Linked DNA regions of Cricetulus griseus: region 1 is linked to region 2. Evidence: chromatin contacts called from public Micro-C data. All regions are on one chromosome and are shown on one strand. Each heading gives the region's core, a stretch centred on a gene start, on an enhancer-like site or on the middle of the called end of the contact. The rest is flanking DNA. Distances are from core to core; before and after follow the strand shown. Region 1 holds the start of CUNH9orf40. Region 2 overlaps Trpm6 (transient receptor potential cation channel subfamily M member 6).

The links. Hi-C and Micro-C count contacts between places; a contact is called where the count stands out from the background.
Region 1: a contact with region 2 is called in a Micro-C map of the CHO-K1 cell line, with 1.8 times the contacts expected there. The contact joins the promoter of CUNH9orf40 here to the enhancer-like site in region 2. A contact is called at or near these places in 2 of 8 Hi-C or Micro-C datasets (the CHK-Q cell line and the CHO-K1 cell line).

Annotation. Positions count from the first base shown.
Region 1 is chr3:42,458,058-42,464,459 of CriGri-PICRH-1.0, reverse strand. CUNH9orf40 reads left to right here and starts at 3,470. Exons shown (of 2, transcript XM_027406550.2): 1 at 3,470-3,964. The coding sequence starts at 3,620.
Region 2 is chr3:42,355,332-42,362,083 of CriGri-PICRH-1.0, reverse strand. Trpm6 (transient receptor potential cation channel subfamily M member 6) reads left to right here. Exons shown (of 39, transcript XM_027406549.2): 18 at 914-1,066; 19 at 4,944-5,090. Among named protein-coding and RNA genes, the nearest start is that of Trpm6, 87 kb to the left of the region's middle. Within about 2 kb of position 1,368, at least 2 of the 6 cell types and tissues checked have open chromatin away from gene starts, as enhancers often do. A contact at or near this core is called in the CHO-K1 cell line, where this site is marked.

The sequences.
Region 1 (6,402 bases), core at 2,221-4,720, 100 kb before region 2:
AGTCAGTATCAAAGTAGATGTGAGTTGTGAGTGGGTTATGTTTTACATAAGCAGTACGAAGTTTAAACACAGACTCTGAAAACCAGTTCAATACATTAACCTTAGAGGAACCATTGAATAGTAATGGAAAGAGGAATAGCTAAAGTGCCAAGCGGTTAAACAGAAATGAAATTAAAGATATCCTTGTTATTTAATAGAAGTCAGGAAAAAGAAAAAAAAATTCAAAAGCATTTCAAACCTCGAGAACAATGAAAACAACAGACCAATGAAAACAACAAAGGGAAATGCTATAGGTGATTTCATACGGAAGAGTCAGGGGCTAAGTGTCCTGCAAGCAATTGCTTTATAGCTGTCAAATCTCCTAATAAACACAACAATATTTAGTGTGTGCATGTTTGTGTGTGCACAAGTGTGTGCACATAAACTTGCACACATGGCATGGATCAGAGAACACCCTGCTGAAGTCAGTTCTGTCTTTCCTCCATATGGGGTCACAGGGATTGAACTCAGGTTTAGGCTTGGAAGTAAGCACTTTTATGCATTAAGCCATCTTGTTGGCCCTGTCAAACCTGCCTATAAAGCTGCAGTTGAGACACAACTGCAAACAGAATAGTTGAGCTTAATAGAGTGCCCAACCCTGTAAGTTTAGTAAGGAATGGAGTTAGCATGGAGTAGGAATCATACAACAGTGAGCAATGACAACTGTCATGGGAACAGAATGAACTGACTCCTCAGCATACACACACACACACACACACACCATTGACTCCAAGTGAATGAAAAGACAAGTGTGGAAAGAAAAGAAAATGCAAAATGTTTAGAAAAAACATAATGTACAAACTAAAACAGACATGGTAGATTTATTTTGCTATGTTAGAATTAAGCCATGGCAGGCCCAACAAGATGGCTCCATGGGTTAAGGAGCTGGCCGCTAGTCCTGACCATCTGAGTTTGATCCCTGGGGCCCACAAGATGGAAGGAGAGAACTGACTTTCACAAGTTGTTCTCTGACCACCAGGTGTGTGTTGTGACATGTACTAACACAATAAATGTAATGAATGCAACATAAAAATAAAGGTTGGACCTGGTAATACACACCTTTAATCCCAGTTCACAGGGGGCAGAGCCAGGTGGATTTCTGAGTTTGAGTCCAGTCTGCTCTATTTAGAGAGCTCAAGACCAACCAGGGATACTTATTGAAACCTTGTTTCAAAAATAAGTTAGAAGTAATACTCCATACAATGAAAATATAAGACACAAATTGGCAGAAGTTGGTATTTCTAACACCAATTATTACCATTGGAGACATTTTCTAGAGTACTAAATAAAAGGGTTCTTGCAAACCAGAAACAAAGGACACCCAGTCTAGTTTTTAAAAGGGGCTAAAGATGCAATACACCTTTAACCAATGTCTAGCCATCCAAACTGGGCCAAGTAGGTACTAGAGTTCAAGGTAGGTTTTGAGGCAGAGGTAGTGGATGTTCAACTTCACTACGATGCAAATTGAGGCCACAGGAGATCAATTTCACATCGACCAGGTCAGACCATAATGTTTGCTGGTGAGGATGTAAAGAAAAGAAAATAATAATAGCCTTCCGATGCCAAAAAAAAATTTAACAAACTTTAAACTGAGGAAAATACTTTGTAAAATTAGCCTTTGTCTATACAAAGTCTTTTTGACCAATGTTCTTAACAGCTTTACACATAATAACTTTCATTGAAAAATAATTAGCCCATTAACAAATGAATAAACATTCTCATGCAGTGGAATACTACTTGCCAATAAAAAATAAAAAACACATAACATGGAAGGATCTCAAAATACTTATGCCAAGGGAAAAAAAGGCAAATAAAAGTATATATTGTATTAATCCATTTATATAAAATGGAGAAAATGCATGGTAGTATAGATGATAGAAAGCAAATCTGACACTTAGGGGACATGAAGGGGGTCATGAGGGAGAGATTACAGAAAGGCACTATATAAAGGATTTTTACGGTGGTGGATATTTGTACTATCACGTGTGTCATGCGTATGTGATGGCAAAACGTCATGTCTGAAATATAAGCAGTTTATTGTCTGTCAGTTAGATCTAAGTAAATCTTAAAATATCAGCGAAACCAAAAACATTTTTACAAATATATATATATTTGGGCGAGTGGCTAGTTGGGAAATTACAAAGAAGTAATAAATAACTCAACGTCTGAAACAAGACTACTTGGGCACAGAGAAGAGAAGGTGGTGCCAGTAGGGAGGCATACAAGATGCTCTTTAGCCCTTCTGGCACTGTGCTGTTTCTGAAACTGGGTTAGTCAACTCGAATGTTTTTATGCCTATTTCAGGCATGTTCGTGCTTGTGTACATATGCTAAGTCTCACAATTAGGGGGCCAGGCACGAGCCACTGCCCACGCTGTATTCTATGGTTTTACAGTAGGGTCTACGCAGAACAAATCATCTGAAGGACTAAGTCCTTTCTTGTCTGGTCTGTGTCACTAGTTTGAAAAAGGCAAGCTTTTCCTATGTTCCAGGTGGAAGAATTATCAACTCCAAACAGGAACTGGAGAGATCAAACAGAAGAGCTATAGTAAACTTCCCGATAAACTACTGTCTGTGCTTGTTAAAACTTGCTGTCCTCCCACAACCTTCTAGAGTATACCTCTAAATACAAGTGGTCAAGCATACATTTGTTACACACACACAAATATACCCAAACACATTTTCTTCTTTTAAAGTAGTTAATATTCTCACTACCTATAGCTAAAACGGAATTAACTTCCTTGCAAGCTTTTTGTTTTTGCTCTACAAGATTGCTTCTTTGGAGTACTGATGGCCTTATTTTTTTTTTTTTCTTTAGTTTTGTTTGGTTACTGCTTCTTTTCCTTTTCCTCTTCTTTATAACATTAGGGACTAAACCTCCGGCCTTGGGTCATAGTAGGCAAGCACTCTATCACTCAGTTATGGCCCCAGCCCCTAGTAACTGCTTTTATCCAACGACTAAAGTACAGGTTGAAGCAAATCCATCAGGGCTTGCATTTCTCTACGCCAGATACCAGCAGCTGGAAAGAAGGTCTTGGAATCCGGCGGGCAGGACTACTGCAGGGTGAGCAGGGCTTTGGGCTAAGCAGTCACCTCTCGGCCGCACTACATTCACAATGAAAAGTGAAAGGGCCGCAGCCAGCGCGCTTCCCGCCAGGACTTCCGAGAGCGCCGGGTCTCCCGGCCACCACGCCCGTGTCCTCGCCTCCGGGACCGTTTGCAGACAGGAAAGCGCACGGGGGAAAGCGAACAACAGGGCAGGTGCACAGGGGGCCGACAGCTTCTGGAAGCAGAGGTGGTGGTTCCCCGCATCCTACCAGCCACATCCCCTCCACGCCCCGCCTCCTCGAGGTGCACACTTCCGGCCGCAAGGGCACTCGGGAACGCAAGCCAGGAGCCTCCACCAACCAGCGGCCGCGTCGGACCGGCGCGACTGCGCGCGCATCGCGGCGCAGGTTCGAATCTCGGGCGCCTCGCTGGGACTCCCCAACGTCCCTGCCGCCCTCGGGGCGCCCTAGCCCGCAGCTCCGCGCTGCTCTCCGCCCGCCCGCTGGCACCCGCGTGCCGCCCATCCCCGGCCCATGGCCAAGCGGCGTGCGGCTGAGCCGCTCACGTTCCGCGTGCCTTGGAAGCGGCTCTTGCTCAGCGACTTCCCCGAGGAGCCGCCGCTCTGGGTCCCGCCGTCTGGGGCGGCTCGGTCCCGCAAACGCCAGGGGGACGCGGGGATCATGGCGGAGCCTGCGCCTGCTCCCCGCAAGCGACGAGGCTGCGGGGACGGCGGCCAGGAGCGAGAGGGCCTCGGCCTGGAGCCCGGAGAGCCACCTCCCGGCGAGCAGGAGGAAACCCGGGTCGGCCGAGCTCCGGGCGGCGGCGACGCGGTGGGGAGTGCGGACAGCCCGCGGGGAGCCGACGGGGCGCCCATCCAGGTAGGTCCGCCCCGCTCAAGCCCAGAGCCGCGTCCCGGGCTGCGCAAGTCCGGCCCGCCCACTCGAGGGGCTGGACCCGTGGCCCGGAGGAGGTCAGCTCGATGCAAACGAGAGGGAAATGTTTGGTTTAACGGCAAGTGTTGTAGAACCTGCAGTCGGTTTTCCAGCAGCATCCATCAGTTAATTGAGCCTGGTGCCGGTCTGGCAGAAGGGAAGGGCTGCCGTCGGGTCTTAAGAGGACCCGTTAACTCATAAGGTTCAAGGCCTATGAGAAAGGATCGTTGGGAATCACTTTGCTCTACGCTGTCTGCTAGCCATGTGATCCAGAAAAACACTAGAAAAATGCAGCGTATCCAAATGTATGTGTTGTTAGTGTAAACGAGTAGGCCCTTAAAATTTGGTTAAGATAAGAGCTCAGAGTTGCCCGGCGGCGGTGGCGCACGCCTTTAATCCCAAACTCGGGAGGCTGAGGCAGTCAGATCTCTTGAGTTCGAGGCCAAGCTTGTCTACAGAGCGAGTTCCAGGACATTCAGGGGCTACACAGGGAAACCCCCTCTGAAGAATCGAAAGGAAAAAAAGAAAGAAAAAAGGCTCAGGTCCTGTGCTGTGTTACACGCGAAGTAATTTGTCACGTATCTGCTGGAATGAAATGTTAATTTTACTTTGTAAAATGTGACTGGAAAACTTCAAATGAACATATAACCCACATTTTATATGTACCGCACAGGCTTGGCCTGACTTAGAGACTCCCGAGCCTTCTTTAAAGCAGTTCTGGTATAAATTGGTGGGGGTTGAGGTGGTTGGCAAGTGTAATTCTCTGAACTCCGAAAACCCTCCTCAACCATCTTGGGATGCATCTGCCCAATGCCTTTCTCTAGTGTCTTAAGCATATTATGACAAAGTTAGCAATCATGCCAAAAATGAATAGATAATTGAGATTGTTTTGCCATTGTTTTTCGTGAGAAATCTGATAACAGAATTTTTTTAGTTGGGAACTCGGCACTACCCCTCCCCCCCACCCCCCCCAACCCCCTACACACAAACACACCGGAGTTGTGAGAGATTTTCTTTTTTGTTTTGTTTTTTCCAGACAGGGTTTCTCTGTGTAACCTTGGCTGCCCTGGACCATGCTGGCCTCTAACTCAGAGATCTGCCTGTCTCTGCCTCCGAGTGCTGGAGTTACAAGCGTAGGGAGAGGTTATCTAACTGTATAATTTAACACGGACCTTATTTAGACTCTCGGTAGATTGCTAGTAGAAGTTCTAAACCAGCTTCCTTAAAACAGAATCATAATCATCCACCACTATTGGATCAAGACCCATGCTGCCTAGGGTGAAATCTTCCTCTCCAGACCATCATTGGCAAGCTGTCCATATGCAGATTTTCTTTGCTACCAGAATACACTGTGTGCATTGTAGGTGCAGTCTATCTGTGTGTGCATGACTGATGGGGGTTAGAGTTCCTTCCCTTCCGCAGAACAATGAGAAGATAAAAACTCTCCCTCTCTCTTGCCTCCAAAGACAAGGTTTTGCTTTAAGAGCTTGTCATCCAGGAAAAAAAGATATAACAAAAGGCATACTGACATCAGTGTCGGTCTGATTTCTGTTTGCTCAGATTAGGACTTAAATGCTTGCCCTAACCTCATAGTCTCATTTAGAAAACACTACCACAGATGCCTTCTTTCCAGGCATAGTATCTACTTTGTGTTGTCAAGCTTCAGAATGTGTCCTGTATTGTTTCATATACACACATCCATATGTACGAGTGTATGTACACTCTGTATATATAGAGAGGGGATAGTTTAATGTATTTGTATAATTAAGACAAAGCCAAGAGTGCATATGTGTCATATGTAAGATAATCTTTAATAGTATAATTTTATGCAGATCAGTTGCTTAGCCAATATTGTATCGTGTTGCCCAGTAACAGCAGGAATGTTATATTAGGGAGAGAGTTACTGATACATTCATTTGAGGATATGTTATACCCAGCCGTAGTATTTCCTATGCTAATTTTAATTCTTACAAAGATCCTAATCCATGTTTCTAATGAGGTAAGATCAGAGATTTTTGTCATGGTTAGTCAAAGGTATACCTGGTGGCAGTTTGTTTTCAGTCACTAGGTTATATTTTGCTCTGTACTCATAAGGAGGGAACTAGAAGGTAACTATTTTGACCCCATTTGCTTATTATTAAAGTGGATTTTTTGTGATACATCCTTTAAAAGTTTTTCATGTGTAACACACATGCATTTGGTTATCTGCTGAGCCATCGAACCAGCCCTATGTTTTTTGACTTTATTGTATCTTTAGCCCAATATTAGAAAATTCCCAAAAGGCTAACTCTATCTGCCTTAAAGCCTAAGAGGATGACTGCTTACACTGCTCTCCACTCTGTCACATAGCCCCTGAGCATTGCTGTGTTGTGTAGCCACTGCAC
Region 2 (6,752 bases), core at 119-2,618:
GCCTCCCCGACAGCATCTGGGGTCGATGTGCGGGAGATGGATCTTTTATTTTCTAAAATTTATGATGTAAAATTTGTTTATATGGCAATTTCTATTGAATGACTTTAAATTATTATTATTATTATTATTATTATTATTATTATTATTAGTATTAGTATTTTGGGTATTTCAAGACAGGGTTTCTCTGTGGCTTTGGAGGCTGTCCTGGAACTAGCTCTTGTAGACCAGGCTGATCTCAAACTCACAGAGATCCACCTGCCTCTGCCTCCCTCGTGCTGGGATTAAAGGCATGCGCCACCAACGCCCAACCAAAATAATGCAATCATCACAAAAATAATACTTCTAACTTCCTACTCAAGTACAGGTTTTTCCAGGGGAAACAAGTGTGACATATGTATTTTTTAAACTTTCAAGTCAGGGCTAGAGAGATTGTACAGTAGTTAAGAGCATTGGCTGCCTGCCTTTCCAGAGGACTCAGCTATAGACTCTAATGAGCTGACATGTAGGTGCTGGGAACTGAACTCAGGTCCTGTGCAAGAGCAGCAAGGGCTTTGGTTCACTGAGACATCTTTGCAGCCCTTCCATTTTCCTTTTTTTAATGTGAACATTGTATTCTACTGTTAGGTTGTTCCATATTGTCTATTGCTGTACAGGTGGACCCTTAGATTTTTAGTATTATTTTCTTTTTTGCCTTTGCAAACAGTTGTGCACTAACACCTCACCTTTGCACAGAGCTAAGGGACACCTTTGTAGAACTGAAATAGTTGAGTTAAAATATATGTAGACTTGGGACGGAAATTGAGCCAGGACTGGATCCGACTATCTACAATGCTCTTTCCTCCATCTGTTGTTGAGATAGTGCATGCGTCCTTTGTCTTCTGCTCACCCTTTTTTTGCCTTGTTTCCTTTGCAGATAATCATCAGTATCCTATTACCTCCCATGATTTTGACATTGGAATTTAAGAGCAAAGCTGAGATGTCCCATGTCCCACAATCCCAGGATTTCCAGTTTACGTGGAATTACAGTGACCAGGGACTCAACAACACCAAGGAAAGTGCTTATGAGGTTAGTACACCTCTGTAGTCAATTGAGTTTCCATGGCATAACAGTGTGTGGAGACGCACAAGCATGGAGCTTATCTGTAAATAGGCATCTGTTAAACAAAGTGTTTGCCTTTTTACTATTAACAGGGTATTTATTAACCCTACCCCCTGTACACACCTGTGTGTGTGTGTTGTTGTTGTTGTTGTTGTCTTGCTATGTTTCCCAGAATGGCTTTGAATTTCTGGCCAATGTTTCAGTCCAGTGAAGTTACAAAATACCCTGGGGCTACGCATTACTCTAAAAGCCCAGGGCTGATTCATCAATCAAGCATTTAGTTCTCTCTGTGTAATCTCCATCTCATTATATACCAGTTAGGTAGAGCATGTAAACAAAGTATCCCATTTCTGCTTCAAAGACAAAGTCATCATGTCCAACAACTGTGTCAGCATTGCTCTGAGAGCAGCGGAACAGGTCAGCTTACTACTTCAAGTCTCCATTAACGCTGCCACACACCCCTACGGTTCTCATCTGTAAAGATGCCTTTAGAATTTGTGTTGACGGGCCTGAGAGAGATGGCACAGTGGGTGAAGGTACTTGCTGCCAAGCCTGGCAACCTGAGTTCAATACCTGACCTCACCCGGAGGAAGGAGAGAACTGACTGCAACAGGTTGTCCTCTGACCTCCACACATATGCTGTGATACACATGTACCTCTCAAGCAAACGTAACAAAAGAGTTTTGTTGACCCTCTCACATATCTCATCCTTCACCACCAGTGGTTGTGGGTGGGTTCTGGATGTGTGTTCTCCCCTGGGCTGGGAGCCACTTCCCCAGCATTTGACTGCCACAGCCAGGTGTCCAGGATGCTGTGAATGCTCTCTTTGCTCTCTGTTCCCACTCTGATGACCACTGCTCCAAAAGCTGCCTTTGCCCCAAGGTGTGGTAAATATCTTCTCTGGCACTTGGCACATTTATTTAAACAGTCTTTGTTCTCCAAATACTAAATGAAGATTACTTTTGTGGCTAACAGTTGTTGGTGACTGGTTGAACATCTGCATTCGGAAGCCCCAGAGATCTGCCTCATCCCTGTCAGTAAGGATTTTAGTTATTGCTTCTGCTTATGTGTGTGTATATCCCCCTTTCTCTCTCCCCTTTCTCCTTCCTTCCTTCTTCCTAGTTCCATCTTTAATCCCTGGAAACCAGGAAGCCAAATACCGTCTACTGTCTGTAGAATGCATGAGGAATCTCTGGGCTAGTCACTGGTCTCAGGTCCAAACACAGCAAAGGGAAGAAGTGCGGGGATGTCCCCACCCCTAGTGACATCACACAGGCCTGGTGCAGGGGTACTCTGCTTGGATGTATGCCTGCTTGATTCTGCATGCCAAGTTTAGTTTGGTAGTTGAAGCAGAACAAAGAAGAAAGCTGTACATCACCTTAGAAGGTACTCACAAATCTCACAGGACATAGGTGATAGTTTGCCAGTGGTATGACACAATTCTACTTTTAGCTCTCACTCACTCTGTAGAATGGTGGACTCACGAACACTTGAAGGTTTTGTGGGAACTGGTGCATTACTCTTGGAACTATTCTCAAAGGGGACACAGTTCCTTCACAGAATGGAAGGAAATGTGCCTTTAATATTAAAAAAATACAGAAAGTTCTTGAAACCCCCTGACTTGTGTCCTGCTGTAGCAGTTGTCTGCCTAGGTGGTTTAGATGTGGCCGTATCAATTGTTGAATTGACTCAATAGTTACACTAAGGCAGATGTGGCCTCTGTCATGATGGGCTTATTATCAGAAAAATATCCATGAAACCTTAGCATTCTTCAATTTGAAACACTTAGTGAAAGAGTTGTTCAAGTGTATTCTGTTATGAATGGCTTGTGATAATAAAAATCGATTTTGTTCCTACTCTTTGTATTCATTTTAATAAAAAATTATTGAGTACACTAGCCATTCCCACTTCCCTGCAATCATTATTTATTTTTTTTTCTGGCAGATTTGATAATCTATATGAGTTCATAATACTACTTAGGTAAATGTAATTGATTAGCAGAGGAATACATGGTTTACACTGTGGGAGAAAGCTGGAGGCAGCAATCTAAACAGATGTGGTTTAATGTGTCTTTGTGGTAGTAAGTTTATAGAAGGGAAGAGTCTTCTTGTTCCTGTGGGGAGCTGAAGCTGTATTGAACCAACTTCTCCATCTCTCTGTCTCCGTCTTTCTCTTCCTCACATGAGTGTTGCACTGTCTTGCTGTATTTCCTAGAATGGCCTTGAATTTCTGGACACAAGTAATTCCCCCATCTCAGCTTCCTAAGTAGCTAGGACTGCATGGCTACACTTTCATGCTAAGTGAAAATTCTTTTTGTAAATTTCCACAGGCACAGTAATTTTGTTAAGAGAAATTTAAGTTACTCAACTGCTAATCTCTTAAAGTGTGACCTCTAAACTAGCCCAGGAAAATGCTATATGATGACAATGGAATGGAAAATTCTTGGAGAAAGAGGAATGGCTGTTTGCAGTAGGCCAGTGGGTGAGGATTAGGGATTGATGACAACTTCATGAAACTGTAACTAGGTCACAGAGACAGGAAGTAATGAGGCAGAGGGTGATAAGCATGGTAAGTGGGGCAGTTTGCCTGGACGTGTGGTTATGGCGGGTACTGGACAAGCAGATGGTGTTTGCCAGCATGGCTGGAAACATGAAAAGCCGGTTGTGAGACTCTTGTATGTCTTGTAAGAGAACATCATTTTGGTTTACTCACCAGGGAAACAGTGAGACAAGCTGCTGTGGGAAAGTCATTGCCTTAATTGCACAGGATAGTTTCATAAGAAGACAGTCTAGAATTGAAGAGAACATAGACCAGCATGGCCACCAAGACTGGAAGGGATAAAGGTGCCAGGCAAGATTAGTAGCAAAAGATGCAAAAAGAAAAAGAGGGATTTTTAAATGAAAAGCCAGTTGAGCAGGAGGTATGGGCAAGAGAGAGAAAGCAAACATAACTGAAAATTAATGATGTATGGCAAGATCAGCTACATTTCTTATACAACCCAGGTCTACCTGCCCAGGGGTGGTACTGCCTACCGTGGGCTGGGCCTTCCTACACAGATCAGCAATCAAGAAAGTACCCCACAGGCATTCCCACAGGCCAATCTGATGAGGCAATTCTTTACTGGAGAGTTCCTTTTCTCAGATATGTCAAGTTGGTAACTAAGATTAGCTGTCTTAGCTAGAAATAATGATGGCAGGCAGTGGGGGTGTGTAAAGATAACTCTTCCCACCAACCACCTGAGTTCTGCTGCCCCCTAAATAACACAGAGTCTTATATTATGTACAATGTTGATGGCCAGTGATGGTATTTCTCATTTGCTAGCTCAGTCTTAATTATCAACCATAACCATTTATATATGTATTTTATAAAGACTTATTGAGGATGCTGGCCTTAGCATCCTATCTTCCTGGGATCACATGGCAATTGCTGTCCTTCCTACATTTCCCAGAATCCTCCTCGACTACTAGCCTCCCCTATCTTGCTTTCCTATTGGCCAACAGTGTTTTATTTATCAACCAGTAAGACAAAATATACACAGAAGGACTTCCCCCTTCAGGGGTTCATTTCTTTAATACCAGTACAAGAGACACAGAGGCAGGCAGATCTCTGTAGGTTCCAGCCCAGCTAGGGAAATATAGTAAGGCCATATCTCAAAAAGCAGGAGGGTGGGAGATATATATATATATATATATATATATATATATATATATATATGTATTGTTGTTTATTATTCTTAGTAGTGACAGAGGATCTGGAAATTGAACCCAGGATCTTACACAAATAATACATGAGTTCTACCATTTAGTTACATCCTTTAGTTTACAACATTGTTGGTATTTTTCAGAAAAACTATGATTTGGAAAGAGGCCCTGATGAGAAACTGGATGAAAATCTGCACTTTGACTTAAGACATGGGCCCCAGAGCCTCCCCTGGACAAGGAGAGTCTACGAGTTCTACAGTGCTCCCTTTGTCAAGTTTTGGTTTTACACGGTTGGTCTCATTACAATAGTGTTAATTATAATTATTAATTAATTAGCTTATGATAATGTTACTAATGGTATGTCTCATTTGCTAACCTGAGATAAAAGTGTAGGAATTTCATTTTTTAAAAAAAGGGGGAGGAAGATAACAAAGTAGGCAGGTGGGAGGGTTGGAAGAAGACAAGAAAATTGTGTGTGTGTGTGTGTGTGTGTGTGTAGACTGAATGAACATCTCCTTTTCTCACTGCCCCTACCATCCTGGATAGTTTTCTTCTTTGTCTTGTGTTTAATTTGGCACAGACTTTCACCGTCTTCCCTTGCCAGCCTGGAACTCACTAGGTAGATAGAGTTTAGGTTGGTTTTTGAACTTGCAGTAGTCGTCTCATGTCTGCTCCTGAGTGCAGGATTACAGGTGTGAGACCATTCTCAGAGTGTGTTTTTCTCTTGGAGTGCTTAGACTCAGCATAGCCAAGACTGAGCATTTGGAATGTTTAGGTTCAATGAACTTAACAGCCCTGAATGTAAAGATGAATGGTAGCTGATGGGTTCTTTTTCTTTCTCAGACAAAATAAATAAGTAATAAATAAAAATCATCACTTGAACCAATTGTTTTGTAAGAGTAATTTTATTTTTTAAATTTTGGCCTTTAATAGTATATGCTTTAAGTTTAAGAGGACTATTGAGAACATGGGTTGTGGGATCAAATTCTGATCTGCTCTGGGTAGTGGCCATTCAGAGAAAGCATACATGTATTGAACATTTCTCACATTTATTTGGTAGTACTTATTTTTCTAATGTTTACCTATACATAGATTGATCACAGCCAATGATTTATATTCCAAAATCATTTGAAGTGTGATTATAACAGGATGTCTATCTAAATATATATAATATTAGCACCTCAGAATATTGACTTTACATCCACATACTTGCTACACATAATAAATACACAGCTCTGGATGACAGTTACCCATTTCTAAATATTGAGTCTAAGACTGGGGTGATTGCTCAGTTGGTGAAGTGCCTGCAGCACAAACATGAAGACCCAGGCTCAGATCCCCAGCATCCATGTTCAAGCCTAGGCCTGGTGCAACATTTCTGTGATCCCAGCACTCGGAAGGTAGAAACAGACAGATCCCTCCAGCTCGCTGGCTAGTCAGTCCAGCTATATCAGTGAGTTCCAGGTTCAGTGAATGTCCACGACTCAAAAAATAAAGTGAGGTGCTTAAAAAAGATGGCTCCAAGGCAAGAACACTTGCTGCCAACCTTGATAACCTGAGTTTGACCTCAAACTCTACAAGGTGGAAGGAGAGGACTGACTCCTACAAGTTGTCCTATGATTTCCACATGTATGCTGTGGTCTGTGTGCACATGTAACTCAACACTCTGCCTGAAAACAGGTCGACTATGTTACTTTGTATATTATACCTAGATTAGTAATCTCTTCATGTGTACATATGTGTGTGTGTGTGTGTGTGTGTGTGTGTGTGTGTGTGTGTGTGTGTGTGCAGCTGTGCATGTGTGTATGTGAATGCCAGAGTGCTATCCTTGATTGCTTTTCATGTATGTTTGTACATGTAGGTATCCCTTAGAGTCCAGAAGACAGGTCCAGACACCCTGGAACTTGAGTTACAGGCAGTTGTAAGCTGTGCTAGGAACTGAATTCAGTTGC